5 separate regions of the Mus musculus genome follow, and regions 2, 3, 4 and 5 are each linked to region 1. A link is a contact called in public promoter capture Hi-C data. All regions are on one chromosome and are shown on one strand. The core of a region is the stretch at or near the end of the contact, and the rest is flanking DNA. Distances in the headings are between cores, read along the strand shown.

Region 1 (2,700 bases), core at 99-2,598:
CATTCCTGACATATTGAAAGAGGACCAACCGAACGGTGCCTTTAATGCCTATGCAACAACGCTGGTGCCTCATTCCAAACCTTTAGATAGAACTGTTGTTGCCTGTAGTCCACAGCTGATTTCACCTCAAGATTTAGCTTCCTGAATGACAAGAAGCCTTCCTGGGCTCCGCGATTTGTTTTTTGTTTTGTTTTTGTTTGTAGTTTGAGACAAGGCCTTACTCTGCAGCCCAGTTGGAGCTCATCCAGCCTTGGCCTCGGGATTACAGGTGTAGGCCAAACTTTACGATTCTCTGTCATGACAGTCAAAGGGTGCCCCCTCACCCCGCCGCACTTTAGGACTGATCTTCAAGAGAGTGAAAACAAAAACAAAAACAAAACAAAAAACAAACAACAAAAAAACCCAAAACAAAACAAAACAAAAAATCAAGGATGCCTGCATTTGAATGATCACAGAAATTTTTGTTTGGTTTTAGGCGGCTAAGCCCACCAGAAACCGATTTCTTTTCTAGTGTTCTCTGGGGTATCGCCACCATCTATCTATCTCTCTCTCTCTCTATCTCTCTCTCTCTCTCTCTCACACACACACACACACACACACACACACACACACACACACAAGCCTCTAATGAAAATGCACACACACACACACACGCCTCTAATGAAAATGCAGCATTTCTTCAACAACACACAGAAACATCCACATCCAATCTGACATAATTAGCCAAGTCTCAAGAATAAAGAACACTGCCAGCTTCCAACAGCCAGGTCCTAACACTGCAGGGCGCAGCCTTCGGGGGACCTCCGCTCCTGCTCCCCACCCTCAATGCACCAGATGGGGAGGCAACCTGTCCCAGCCCAGGGCAAGGAACTAGGATGAATGCCCGGTCTCTCCCGACACCACAGGGAACACAAGCACCAGGGTCGCACCCAGCCTCTCCGCAGGGATGAGACCCCCAGCCAGCTGGGTACCACGCCAGCCTGGGTTCCCGGGGGATCTGCGGGGCAAGCTGTGAGGTCCGCCCGGGCAGGAGACGGCGCAGGCGCGGGATGGCTGGGGATGGGGGGGGTGACGAGGGGGGACAGCGCAGGCGCGGGGCCGCCAGGGTCTGCGGGGCCGCCCGGGCCTGGCCGCGCGGGCGGCGCTGAGGAGACGAACGTGCCCGCGGCACAAGCGGAGAAGACCCTGCCCCGGCTCTTACCGCGCGGCACCGCCTCGCTCACTCGCTGGCTCCGGGCTGGGGCCGGGCGGCGAGCTCGCCCGGTGGCGCGGCCCGGTCCGTTGAGTCCGGCCTCAGGGCAACAGCCAACCCCACGGCGCCGCTCCCTCGGCCCGCCCTGTCTCCCTTGCGGCTCCCGCCCTCCGCCCGCCCCTTATCCACCGGTGCCGCCCCCTTCTACTCCCCGCGCATGTGCCGTGATCGGCGCCTCCCTGGGCTGCTACTGCGCAGGCGCCAGCTGTCACACCTCCTCTTCGCGCTGAGTTCTGGACCGCGCACGCGCTGTGCTAGTCGGCGGTGCAACTAGATAACTGCAGTCTTTTGTGCTGGAAGTGCTCCTAGTCTCTCGTTTTTCCTCCAAGGCAAATAGGTCCGCTCTGGTTGAAATGTATGTTTACAGTGTGCTGAACCCGACAGTTGAGAAAAATGCACATGCCAGGCACCCATTATGTTCCCAGCACATGAGCAACACCGGTCCCTACTCCACCCATTAAAGGGAACAAGATCACTAGCATTATAAAGTTAAAGAGTTCTATAAGCTTATGTAATTCCTGTGTAGTTTTTATTTTACTTTTTAAATTTGTAAATGGCTCTATTACTATAATAAAAGCACCATGACCAAAAGCAACCTGGGGAGGAAAGGGTTTATTTGGCTTACAACTCCCAGGTCACACACCATCACTGAGAGAAGTCAGGGCAGGAACTCAAAGGAACCTGAAGGCAGGAACTGAAGCAGAGAAGCTTTGGAGAAACACAGATTGTTGGTTTGCTCCTCATGCCTTGCTCAGCCTGCTTTCTTATATCATCCAGGATCCCCTAGGGGGTCACACCACATCCTGGTGAGCCTGGCCTCTCCCACATCAATCATTAACCAAGAAAATGCCCTATAGATTTGTATATAGGCAATCTAACAAAGACATTTTCTCAACTGAAGTTCCTCTTCCCAGATAATGGTAACTTAGATCAAACTGACAAGACCTAGCCGGAACATTATTCTTTGATGTTTTCTTTTTAAGAATTTAATCTCTGATTCACTGGGCATAGTGGAACATGCTTTTAATATCAGCACTCAGGAGGCAAAGATGGATCATCTCTGTGAGTACCAGGCCAACGTGGTCTATATAGCCAATTCCAGGCCAGCCATTGCCACATGGTGAGACCCTGTCTCAAATAAATTAGCAAATAGATAAATAAATAAATAAATAAATAAATTTAAAGATTTTGTATATGGATATTTATGTATATGAGTACACCGTTGTTGTCTTCAGACACACCAGAAGAGGATGTCAGATCTCATTATACATGGTTGTGAACCACCATGTGTACACAGGTTGCTGGGAGCTGAACTCAGGAGCTCTGGAAGAAGCCAGTGCTCCTAACCATCTCTCCAGCCCCCCCCTAAATAAATAAATAAATATCTCTGAATGCATTTCTAAGAAAATTTACATGCCTCAAAATTCAAAAATCACCATTTCAACATA
Region 2 (2,700 bases), core at 177-2,676, 820 kb before region 1:
CAGCCTGGTCTACAAAGTGAGTTCCAGGATAGCCAGGGCTATACAGAGAAACCCTGTCTCGAAAAACAAAAACAAAAACAAAACAAAAAAGTTCCAAAATTCTACTTGTCCTGAACTTATCTTACCATTGTGATTTCCGCAGGAAATTCCAAAACACTAATTTTTGTTCCTTTGTCTGTTTTCAAGACAGGGTAGCTTTGGCTGTCCTGTTACTACCGCTGTAGACCAGGTTGCCCTCAAACTCATAGAGATTCGCCTGCCTCTGCCTTCTGCTATCACCCATGGTAATGATTTTTTTTTTTTTTTTTATCAAATCACAGCAGCAAACAGAAGTCAGAAAATGAGGTAGACCTTTTCTCTTACCGCAGATATACGCTGTAACTTTTAATAGCTTCAGAGAGTCCAAGAGCTGCAAGTCACATACTTGGGGTAAATCAGACAGACAGAGAACCTCTTAAGATTTAGTTACATTTTACGTGTTAAAAGATTTTACTCCATTTCACTACCTACCAGTTATTTCATGCTTATTTTCCGTTTTGTTAGCTCTGATACGAAAGAAACAGCCGTCTGTCTCCTCTTAACCAAGTACTGGGTGCGAGGTCATCACAACCGGTTTGTGTAGTACTAGGCAAGCAAGCACTCCACCAACTAAGCTACTCCCTCAACCCTGTCGTCTGTGTGGTTATTATAAGCACCTTATACGCTACCTTCCAACACCATAGCCCAGTAAACAAAACAACACAACCCACCGAGCACTGCTCAAAGCAAAACTAGCTAGCTAGGAGCCCCGAGAGCTGCACTGGGGCTCAAAGGGGGCACAAAGCCAACAAAATAAACAAGATATTGCTGTATGGGAAGGGGAGGGGCGCAGAAAAATGGCTTTTTAAAGCCTCCAAGGGCCTGCAGATCTCCAAACTGGGAGTGGGACTTAATCTACAAACCCGGATTTCGTCTGTACCTACTTTTTTGAATGGGTCTCAACGAAGTGGTCCTCCCTCCTCCTTCCCTAGTGGCAGAGCTTCGAGGCAGGCGTCGGAGAGCCCAGTAGCGAGGTCTGCAGCCTCCAGGACTTTAGGTGAGGGGCCCTCGGCGATGGGAATGGCATTTAAGGGGTGCAGGCCCAGCCCCAGGACTGGGGGGTTCGTGGGAGAGGGAGGCTGCCAGGAAGGGGTCTCTGGGCTCCCGGCCTAGCCACGCTCGCTTCCCCGGGACTCGCAGAAGGCCCTCACCCGGCGTCCCCTCCCGGTCGCTCCCGCAGAGGTCACCAGCACCACGCCCCTGTCCTTACCTCCCGGCAGGCGTACCTGAGCCTCCCCCGGACGCCCCGGCCCGCGAGGCGCTGCGCGGGAAGCCCCGCACCACGACCTCCAGGGCCCCGCCGCTCCAACACCAAAGCCCCGGCCGGCGCGCACTAGCCCACGGCGACCTGTGATTGGCTGCCAAGGGTGGACGCGAGGTCAGCCGCGCGGCGTAGCGCCGATCTGATTGGTTCCTCAAGGCCCCTGGGCGCGTTCTCTCACTCGGGCGCCCCTAGTGACTGCCGCGGGCGGAGGGACTGAGCTGGGACGATCAGGCAGTGGTGATGCCCACCCCTGAAATCTTGGACCTGCGAGATTTGGGAACCCAAAGCCAGGCCTTTCGTCCATTCCAGCATTCCCTCGGGGGTGGGGATAGGGTGGGGTGGGAGCGGGGGCTGAGGCAGGAGGATTGCTAGTTAAACGTGGCTGCTTAGGGAGAGGAGGTAGGAGTGGGGGTGGGAAGGGTGGGAGGGGCATAGATAAGAGAGAAAGAAGGAAAAAAAAAATGGAGCTTCAGCTAGCCTGGGCCCAGGGCCAGAGATGGTTCCCAGTCCTTTAGGAAACTGTTTGCCCACCTGTATTACAGCTATGACAGCTCCTCTCAAGTGTGTAGCTTTTGCATAAGCACACAAGCTTGCCCCTTGCACTTAGAAAACGACCTAGCTACTGAATTTGAAACAACCTTAAAGCTGCCTCTGGGACAAATCCAAATCAGCCGGCTGTTTTTATCAGGAAGGAAACTCAGAACAGATGTCCCAGGTTCGGTTTGTTTGTTTTGTGTTTGTTGTTTGAAAAACATCAGAAAGCGGGGCAGCTGTGGTGGTGCACCCACTTGGGAGGCAGAGGCAGGCGGATTTCTGAGTTCAAGGTCAGCCTGGTCTACAGAGTGAGTTCCAGGGCAGCCAGGGATATACTGTAAGACCCTGTCTCAAAGAAACCTAAAAATAAAAAAAAAAATTAAAAAATAAAAACCATCAAAAGATGAATGCCTTTTTGGAGCATGCGCAAATTACATGAAATTCGAATTTCAGTTTTCAGTTTTGAAACACAACATGCTCATTCTTTTTTTTTCTTTTTCTTTTCTTTTCTTTTCTTTTCTTTTTTTTTCTTTTTTTTTTTTTTTTTTTTTTTTTTTGGGTCTTTCGAGACAGGGTTTCTCTCTGTATAGCGCTGGCTGTCCTGGAACTCAGAAATCCGCTTGCCTCTGCCTCCCAAGTGCTGGGATTAAAGGCATGCACCACCACGCCCGGCTCATTCTTTTCCTTCTTGCCTGTGCTTGTTTTTTGTTTGTTTGTTTGTTTGTTTTTGTTTTTTGGGGTTTTTTTTGTTTGTTTTTTTGGTTTTTTTTGGTTTTTTTTTTTTGGTTTTTCGAGACAGGGTTTCTCTGTATAGCTCTGGCTGT
Region 3 (2,700 bases), core at 45-2,544, 590 kb before region 1:
TGTGATTATGACAAAAGAACTTCCAGGAGTCAGCAACCTCCAGACAACTCTGTTGTTTCAGGGGTAGGGTACATAAGGGATCTTATGAGTATAGGTAGAGAGGGCTAATTGGTCAGAGCACAGCACCTAATTATCATATGGGCAGGAAGCAGAGCGGGACTTGTGTGCTGAGTCACATAGCCCTCGCAGAGAGCTCTGCACAGGGTCATCCTCCAAACAAGGTAGGGCATCTGTGCTCAGATACTCCCAACCAAGGCCATAGAAAGAAAGGGAAACCCCACTGAGAAACGGAGTCCTCCATTTTGCACCAAGCTTGGAGAGCTATCCGGGGACATGGAGGACCTTAATAACAGGCTTCTCCAACAGGAATCGTGGCAGACTCCATGAAGAGGCATATGATATCTGGAAAAATCGGCACTCAGTCTTGGGGCCCTCAGTTTCAATATTAAGCTCAGGGACAAAGTTGTCAGAATCATAAGGACAATTTTTTATTTATTATTTATTTATTTTTTGTTTTTTCGAGACAGGGTTTCTCTGTGTAGCCCTGGCTGTTCTGGAGCTCACTTTGTAGACCAGGCTGGCCTCGAACTCAGAAATCTGCTTGCCTCTGCCTCCCAAGTGCTGGGATTAAAGGCGTGGGCCACCACTTCCGGCTGGACTCAACCTTTCATGAAAGGGATCTACACGTTTCTTTCACTATGTGTATAAACAGCAAGGAACTTCCCACCTTACAACCTTATAACCTTCATCAGATATGGAAACTGCGGGAACCTTGGCCTGGGACTAATGGTACATTTCTGTTCAAAAATTACATCTAAGGTACTTCTCTATCACAGTCCAAAGGGAGCTAAAATGTCAGAGGATGGAGAAGCTAATGCTCTCAGGTACAGGAAGGCCAACCTTGTCAAATGACAGAGCTGAGATGCGAGTGACATCAAAGGCCCACAGCATCCTTTGCTTCTTGCTGGTGGTGCTGGTCCATATCTTTGGCTTGTAGGTCCCGGAGGAATACCTTAGTTTTCCCATCTGGGAAGTGGGGACGATTGGGAATTCTAACAACACACTAGATAGGGTGGGTATACCTTTGAAGACATTCTGCTTTCAACTAAACCGGCCACAAGAGGACTAGCAGCCAGGCCCTCTAACACCTCCTCTGCCCACTCAGAGGAGACCAGTTGTGTCCTCTGGCTCATTCCGTGCTAGATTCCAGTTGCAGGGCTCTTGGAACACAAGCTAGCTCCCCCTTTAGAAAGAAGGGCCAGGCTGCGGTATCCGCCCAGTGGGGGCGTGGCCACACTTGGCTTGATAGGGATCCCTACTAGCCAGCCTGGACTTTTTGATAGTCTGGCCAGTTACAGAAGTGGTTCCCGCCGCCTATGCCATGGTTCTGGAGCTGTACCTGGATCTGCTGTCGCAGCCCTGTCGCGCCATTTATATCTTCGCCAAGAAGAACAATATCCCGTTCCAGATGCACACGGTGGAGCTGCGCAAGGGTGGGCAGGGCTACGGCTTTGGGGATCTGAGAAACAGGGGAGGCAAGACGGACTTAGGGGATCTCTCTCTGTACTCTCCCCTTCCCAGGCTTTTTCTGGTTTAGAGACCACAATAGAAAGACACCAGAGAGAACCAGGGTTCAGGACTCCCGCCAACTCTGCTGTTTGTGGAATAGACGCCGGCCAGGACCTGCTGAAACTGAATAGTGTGCAGACCTAGCAACAGAAACGGGCAAGCAGTTTGGACCTAGCTACAGGGACCTCCAGAAGAGTAGTGGGTGTAGGGCATAGCTAGGAGAACAAATGTGGAGATCTGGGCAGTCACTCCTCGGATCGTTTCCCCCAGTGCTGAGATGGGCAGTACTACACAGAGCCATCCCTGCAAGTACCTTGCCTTTGCAACAGGCTCTCTCCGCCAACCTGGTCTATTGGAATTCCTTTTTGTCGTTCCTTTTCTTGACTTTCTGTTTTCCCTTTCTCTCTGCCTCTCTTTGTGCTGCGAAGAGAGAGAGGCTGCTGCATGGGGGTATGCCAGGAACTTGGAGCCTCCTCCCTGCTGGCCGCTGAGAGAGCCCTGCGCTCTGGCAAGACAGGGTTGTAGCAAAATGAAAGTGTTGCATAATGGGCTGTGGCCGTCTCCATACTGTCTCACTGCTTGTCCCGCTCTGTCTGAAACCTCACGTCTCTCTTCACTGTCACCTCTAGGTACAGTGTACTTAACCCCCCACAGGTTCTGCCCTTGCAGAGTATGGTGTAGGCCGGTGGGGGAGGGGGTGGCCCGGTGGGGGTGGGGTGAGGACGGGGGGGGGGGGGAACTGATAAAAAGATGTTCAAGTAGGCTGTTAAAAATAAGCCTGTCGAGGGAGACAGGTTCCACTAGGAAACGAAGGGAGAGTGAGAATCCCCCACTTGATCCGGGGCAATGGGAGCCACTGAGGACTGTGGGGCTGAGCGCAAGGAGGCAAACTTAGAAACTTACCTGGAGTGCATCAACAGGAAGAAAACCAATCCAGACCAGAAAGGGCTGCTAGCGGGCAAGTCCCACAAGGACCTGTCAAGCGTATGATACCTATTTTGTATCAAGGGCAAGGGGCCACCCCCTCTTCTCTCACAGGAGCCCTGCCTGCGCACCCCATTTAGGGAATAGCCCAGTCCCAAGAAGAACCATGAATTTAGTGTTCAGCCTCCTGGGACCTTGGCCCAGGCT
Region 4 (2,700 bases), core at 200-2,699, 560 kb before region 1:
GTTACACTGAGGGAATAGCTCGAACTGGGAGACAGACGGTCAAGGGAAACTCGGGGCCGTGCAAGCGAAGAGATGAGGCTGTCTGGCTCTTTGGCTGTCACTAGGACATAGGGTCTCTGGTCCGCAATTTCCTCTCTGCATCACCTGTGTTCCCTCTGTGTCCCCACCTGGCTTGTGCTGTAACATCAGTTCTTATCTGACTTCTGGAGAGAGCTCCAGGAAAATACTTGGGAGAAACGTATCTGGCCATATTCCTTTTCTTTGAAACTTTACAAACCATTGAACCTTCCCCCATCCTCCAAGCCATATTTGTATATACATGTATATACACATATACATATAATTGATATCTGGTACCACGTGACCCTCTGTGCTCCTCAACCCTGGTGCCTCCCTTCCTCAGTTTTGGCATGCAGGATCTATGATCTCTCAGTTGAATACATGCAAGAGACGGGGATTGACTAGTGAAAGACCTTTGTCCTCTGCGTCTTTGCTTCCTGCCATAGGTGGGGTGCAGGGCTGGTTCCTTTGTGGGAGTGGAAGTTGCTTGGTATGTCCTGACTTTCCAAATTCTTGTCCCAAGCATTCTAACCCTGACTGCTGCCTTCTACCTGTCTCCGGCTCCAAACTGTCAAGCTACTTAATCTTGTGCCATAAGACGTCTTTTATGTGCCTTACCTAATAAATACATTGTTAACAGAAGAGTAATGGTTTTGCTTCTGGATCCTTTAGTATGCACACTTTCCTATGTGTAATTGGACAGATTGCTTTTTTCGGTTTGTGTGTGTGTGACAGTTTCTCTGTGTAGCTCTGGCTGTCCTGGAACTCAGTCTGTAGACCAGGCTGGCCTAGAACTCAAGAGATCTGCCTACCTCTGCCTCCAGAGTTCTGGTTTTAAAGGCTTGCACCACAACCACCCGGCCAGATTGGTTTGTTTTAAGTAGTTCTACCACTCTCTAATGGACAATGATTTATCCCTGACAGAAGAGTTTACAAACTCAGGTATCTTAGGGACCAGAGAGAGATGCCCTTGTCCTAGGGTCTTGCCTAAGCACACCTCACGTGCTATTTGGTCTCAAGATTGTTCAAAAGAAGTGCGGTTCCCGTACTGAGTTTGAAATGATCACAATCATTTAAGAAACTTTAAGCCTTTAAGTCTCCTATAGAAATGTATGCCTTGTGGGCAACTAGCTGGGACGCTCAGAGGGAAAAACAGAGCCACCTGCCGACTGGGAGGGCCAAAGGTAGTGAACCTGGGACCAGTAATTTGGAGCCGGCACACGTGACAGCGGAAGAGGCGTATCTCTGATAGCCAATCTAGAAGGGCCGAGTCTGCCTGGCCAATGAGAAACAGAGCTGTGCTCTCCCTCCCCGGCCCCGCCTCCCTGGCCCCGCCTCCTCCCCGCCCCTCCCCGCGCTCCTTTTCTGGAACCTCTACTGGCTCCCACAGCTCACCCGGTGCAGTTACCGTTTGGCGATCCCACTCTTCTCCCGCTAACATGCCATTCGTTGAGTTGGAAACAAACTTGCCGGCTAGCCGCATACCCGCGGGGCTGGAGAACCGGCTGTGTGCGGCCACAGCCACCATCCTGGACAAACCCGAAGACGTGAGTGAGGGTCGGCGAGAACTTGTGGGCTAGGGTCGGACCTCCCAATGACCCGTTCCCATCCCCAGGGACCCCACTCCCCTGGTAACCTCTGACCTTCCGTGTCCTATCCTCCCTTCCTAGATCCCTTCCTGGTTGTCTTTCCCAGGCGTGACCCTGACGTGACTGACTCCCAAGGATCCTGGGCAGTGTCCCAGACCCGGAGCCCTCGGACCCCCACGTTAAGAATTTGGCGCGCCCCCTTCTGAACACCAGCCATGCCCTGCCCAAGCTTCAGGATTTAACTTTTGTGTTCCTTGCAGCGCGTGAGCGTTACGATACGACCTGGCATGACCCTGTTGATGAACAAATCCACAGAGCCTTGTGCTCACCTTCTGGTCTCTTCCATCGGGGTTGTGGGCACCGCGGAGCAGAACCGCACTCACAGCGCCAGCTTCTTCAAGTTCCTCACCGAGGAGCTGTCCCTGGACCAGGACCGGTATGCAGGGCCAGTGAGGGAACGTATTTGTGCGTCTGGAGTCAGGACTCAGTCTCTCTGTATGAGGTTGGGGGGGGGGGGGGTGTCACTATTTGCTGGTTCCAGAAAGCACTCAGTGTCCTTGTCCACGAAGGTGGACTCCTCAGGCACTGGAATGGTGGGTCTGTGATCAGAATGTTAGCAAGATTTCAATTCCTTCGACTCTCTACAGCCCCGAGAAAGGATGGTTTGGGAAGCCCCAGTGTAGTCTTGTGTGTACTGAGAATCTACTTAGGCACCCTCTTAACCACTGTGATAGTGGCCTCCTCACCGTCACTGAACCAGGGGGTCTGGTTTTTTAAGGGAGAACTTTTCCAGGCTGGTCCGAGGGAATCTGGTTGTGTCCTGAGGCAGATAACCTTTGAACTAGATAAGGCTCCGGGAGAGTTGCTGGATGATAAAAAGACCTCCCCCACAAGGTGACCCTCCCCTCCCCCCTCCCCATCCTTACATTCTGAGGCAGAGTTAGAGTCTCATATTCCTGAGGCTGGAGCGGGCCTGTGAAGAACTACGGAGATAAGTTTGAAAGAGCCTTCCAAAATGGAGTCCTAGTGGGCTCAGGAAAGTTGGTAATGG
Region 5 (2,700 bases), core at 8-2,507, 660 kb before region 1:
CAGTCAGTGCTCTTAACCACTGAGCCATCTCCCCAGCCCCTCAAAGTGAATTTTTATGAAGATACAAATATTCAAATTATAGCAGAGTGATTAGGACCCCCCAGTGCTAGGTTAAACTATTGGGATATACATCTAAGCCCTGTGGGAGTAGGGGGACAGTTTCACACAAAAGTAGGGCTCTCCCTGCAAAAGGGAAGGAAGGAGGCAATGGCTGTTGTCTGAACCTTCAATGACACCTGGCAGTCTTTCCCTGGATGAGTGAAAGAAAAGAAATGTAAATTTCTAATTTAGCCCATGTGCCTATTTCAATCACGTCAAACTGCTGTCTGAGCTCCATGGCAGGGATCCAGCATAGCTCCTATTCTATCCAGTAGTTAACTGAGCCTGCTTCTCACCCCATTCCTCCAGGTATTTTGCTGCTGTAAAAGAAAGTTGCCTAACACAGTTGTGTAGAATAGCAGATTCTTTAGGGAGCCCGGGTTACAGAGTTCACGTGCATCGTCTGTTCTTGCCGCCCTCCCTGCTTTGTTGATGAATGGGCAGAGCAAACTCTGAGAAAGGCAGATGAATGCCCTGCACAGAGAGGGAGCTGGCTTCTCTGCGTGTGATTATATAATCTCTTCAGCCATGGCCAGAGGCTCTGAGTCAGGTTCTGAGAGATCCGTCCTTTCAGCCTTTCCTTACACATCCCGAAACTGTCTTCCGATACTACGTTGTCTAAGACCTCTTCCAACCAAACCCTTTGGAAAAGGGACAAATTCCATGCTCAAAATAGTCATTTGGCTGATACCTGGGATATAACACTTGGCATTTGTCAGTCATTTAGTTTCTTTGAGACAGGGTCTGACTGTGTATCCCAGCAGTCAGCATGCAGTGCTTTATTTGTGGTACTTCCCCTGATGCCAATACTGGTAAACATCTGGGCTGCGGATGGAGGCTCTGTAGGATCCTGGAGCTAACTCTTCTGGCACATGAGCACCTACACTCTTGTGTGCCTACCTACTCTACATGATTAAGGATAATAAGAAGCTTTTCCAAAGGTGAGAGATAAGAACAGACAGACATTAAAAGAAGCAGGATGGCCACACAGGGAAGACTGTTGCTTGCCTTCTGAAAGACTTCACAATTAGACACAATGGCTTTCTTGCTATCCCTCAACACTGCAGCCTGAGAACACGTCACTGCTGGGGGGGGAGGGGTGTGCGGGTGAAGGAGAGATGGCTTTGGGCACTGTGTATTCAGATGCTGATTTCCGTGCCAAGGGATCTGGTTACAGTCCAGACTTGTCGTGACTATTGAATCATCTCCCGGTTCCACGCTGTGTAAAGAATGCTGCCCGATTATCTCTGATTGGTTAATAAAGAGTTGATCGGCCTATGACCGAGCAGAGAAGGCAGGACTTCCGATCTTAGGGGAGGGTCCCAAAGGGAGAGAGGGAGAAAGAAAGGGTCCACCAGGAGTAGTGATAAGCAAGGTCACCGAGGGATTCCCACTGAGGACACGCGTGGAGCAGAGCAAACCAGGGCAAGAGTTAGACTGCCAGTCACACAGGGCCTGTGGCTGGGAAGTAGATCGCTTACAGCGTTAGAATAGATGAATATCTGCCCAGTCACATTAAAGCTTGTTCATAAACTTAATAGGTCTTTGTGTCAATTATGTGGGAGCTGGGATGGGAACAGATAAGGCTATCACCCCTGAATTACTGTCTGCGACTGCTAATCTTATCCACAGGAAACCCTGTCAAGGTCCCCCTCTTCCTAATACTATCTCTATGTTCTCAAAGGGCAGAGGTTTCTCTCCAGAGAACCCACTGCCCTATCCATTTACTTCTGGTTTCTGCCAAATGTCAGTCAACTACCTTATGTGCAATGGCCAATTGATTCTTCTTGATTAGATGCTGAAATAATTTAATGGTGGAAAAGACGGTGTCTAATAGTCTATCTGGTATCCATTAGAAAAAAAAAAGAATAATAAAAAAAAAAAAACCTTTAACTTTTGCTTCATACCACACACAAAAGTTAGCTGGGGCTGGAAAGATGGCTCTGTGGTTAATAGCCAGCTGCTCTTGTAGAGGACAACAGTTTGGTCCCCAGCACCAAGCTGACAGCTGCTTATAACTCCAACTCCAGGGATCTGACATGCTCTTCCGTTGTGTGTAAGCACCGCCATATACTCAGGCATGTGTATGTATTTAATAAGTTAATTTGAAATTGATCAACAGAAACGTGAATCTAAACCAGAAAAACATGATAAAGCCATTGTCTGTGCAAATCTGGCAGCTGTCTTCAGAATCCATGTCAAGGTAGAGAGGACAGACCATCATCACAAAGTTGTCCTTTGACCTCCACACACACATATACACACATACACACACACACACACACACACACACACACACACACGGAAATAAACTTAAAGGCTAAAACCACCAAATATTTAGGAGAAAATTATCTCTGGAATAATATAGGGAGAAGCAAAGATATTTCTAGACACAAGAATGGATGAATAATAAAAATTTAATTTATAAATTGGATTTTATCAAAATAAAGATTTCTGTTCTTAGGAAGATTATCATGAGAAGAAAAGGAGTGGTGTGGGAGCTAGGGAGACTGCTTGGCAGTTAAGGGTTCTTGCTGCTGTGTCATGAGGACCAGAGTTAAGATACCAACATCCATGTTGGCTTCTCACAACTCTGCCTCT

Evidence for each region. Promoter capture Hi-C pulls out the DNA fragments that hold promoters and counts their contacts.
Region 2: a contact with region 1 is called in a promoter capture Hi-C map of pre-B cells, with 3 times the contacts expected there. The contact joins the promoter of Zfp280b here to the promoter of Specc1l in region 1. A contact is called at or near these places in 2 of 39 promoter capture datasets (erythroid cells and pre-B cells), 1 of 484 Hi-C or Micro-C datasets (CD8 T cells) and 3 of 115 datasets of contacts at active chromatin or transcription factors (memory CD8 T cells, pancreatic cancer cells and regulatory T cells).
Region 3: a promoter capture Hi-C map of pre-B cells shows a contact between it and region 1, with 2.3 times the contacts expected there. The contact joins the promoter of Gstt1 here to the promoter of Specc1l in region 1. A contact is called at or near these places in 3 of 39 promoter capture datasets (cranial neural crest, hippocampal neurons and pre-B cells) and 1 of 115 datasets of contacts at active chromatin or transcription factors (pancreatic cancer cells).
Region 4: a contact with region 1 is called in a promoter capture Hi-C map of pre-B cells. The contact joins the promoter of Ddt here to the promoter of Specc1l in region 1. A contact is called at or near these places in 7 of 39 promoter capture datasets (the C10 cell line, cranial neural crest, embryonic stem cells and 4 more), 3 of 484 Hi-C or Micro-C datasets (CD4 T cells, embryonic stem cells and uterus) and 1 of 115 datasets of contacts at active chromatin or transcription factors (extraembryonic endoderm stem cells).
Region 5: a promoter capture Hi-C map of the HPC-7 cell line shows a contact between it and region 1, with 2.5 times the contacts expected there. The contact joins the enhancer-like site here to the promoter of Specc1l in region 1. A contact is called at or near these places in 4 of 39 promoter capture datasets (the HPC-7 cell line, cranial neural crest, hippocampal neurons and 1 more) and 1 of 9 other capture datasets (liver).

The regions. Positions count from the first base shown.
Region 1 is chr10:75,210,721-75,213,420 of GRCm38.p6, reverse strand. Specc1l (sperm antigen with calponin homology and coiled-coil domains 1-like) reads right to left here and starts at 1,348. Exons shown (of 16, transcript NM_153406.3): 1 at 1,202-1,348.
Region 2 is chr10:76,031,338-76,034,037 of GRCm38.p6, reverse strand. Zfp280b (zinc finger protein 280B) reads right to left here and starts at 1,426. Exons shown (of 2, transcript NM_177475.3): 1 at 1,289-1,426.
Region 3 is chr10:75,797,178-75,799,877 of GRCm38.p6, reverse strand. Gstt1 (glutathione S-transferase, theta 1) reads left to right here and starts at 1,294. Exons shown (of 5, transcript NM_008185.3): 1 at 1,294-1,493. The coding sequence starts at 1,382.
Region 4 is chr10:75,772,123-75,774,822 of GRCm38.p6, reverse strand. Ddt (D-dopachrome tautomerase) reads left to right here and starts at 1,449. Exons shown (of 3, transcript NM_010027.1): 1 at 1,449-1,607; 2 at 1,910-2,085. The coding sequence starts at 1,500. It overlaps Gstt3 (glutathione S-transferase, theta 3), which reads left to right. Exons shown (of 5, transcript NM_133994.3): 5 at 1-701. The coding sequence ends at 10.
Region 5 is chr10:75,871,623-75,874,322 of GRCm38.p6, reverse strand. No RefSeq gene overlaps it. Among named protein-coding and RNA genes, the nearest start is that of Gm40697, 12 kb to the right of the region's middle. Within about 2 kb of position 1,257, at least 258 of the 459 cell types and tissues checked have an H3K27ac peak or open chromatin away from gene starts, as enhancers often do. A contact at or near this core is called in the HPC-7 cell line, hippocampal neurons and liver, where this site is marked.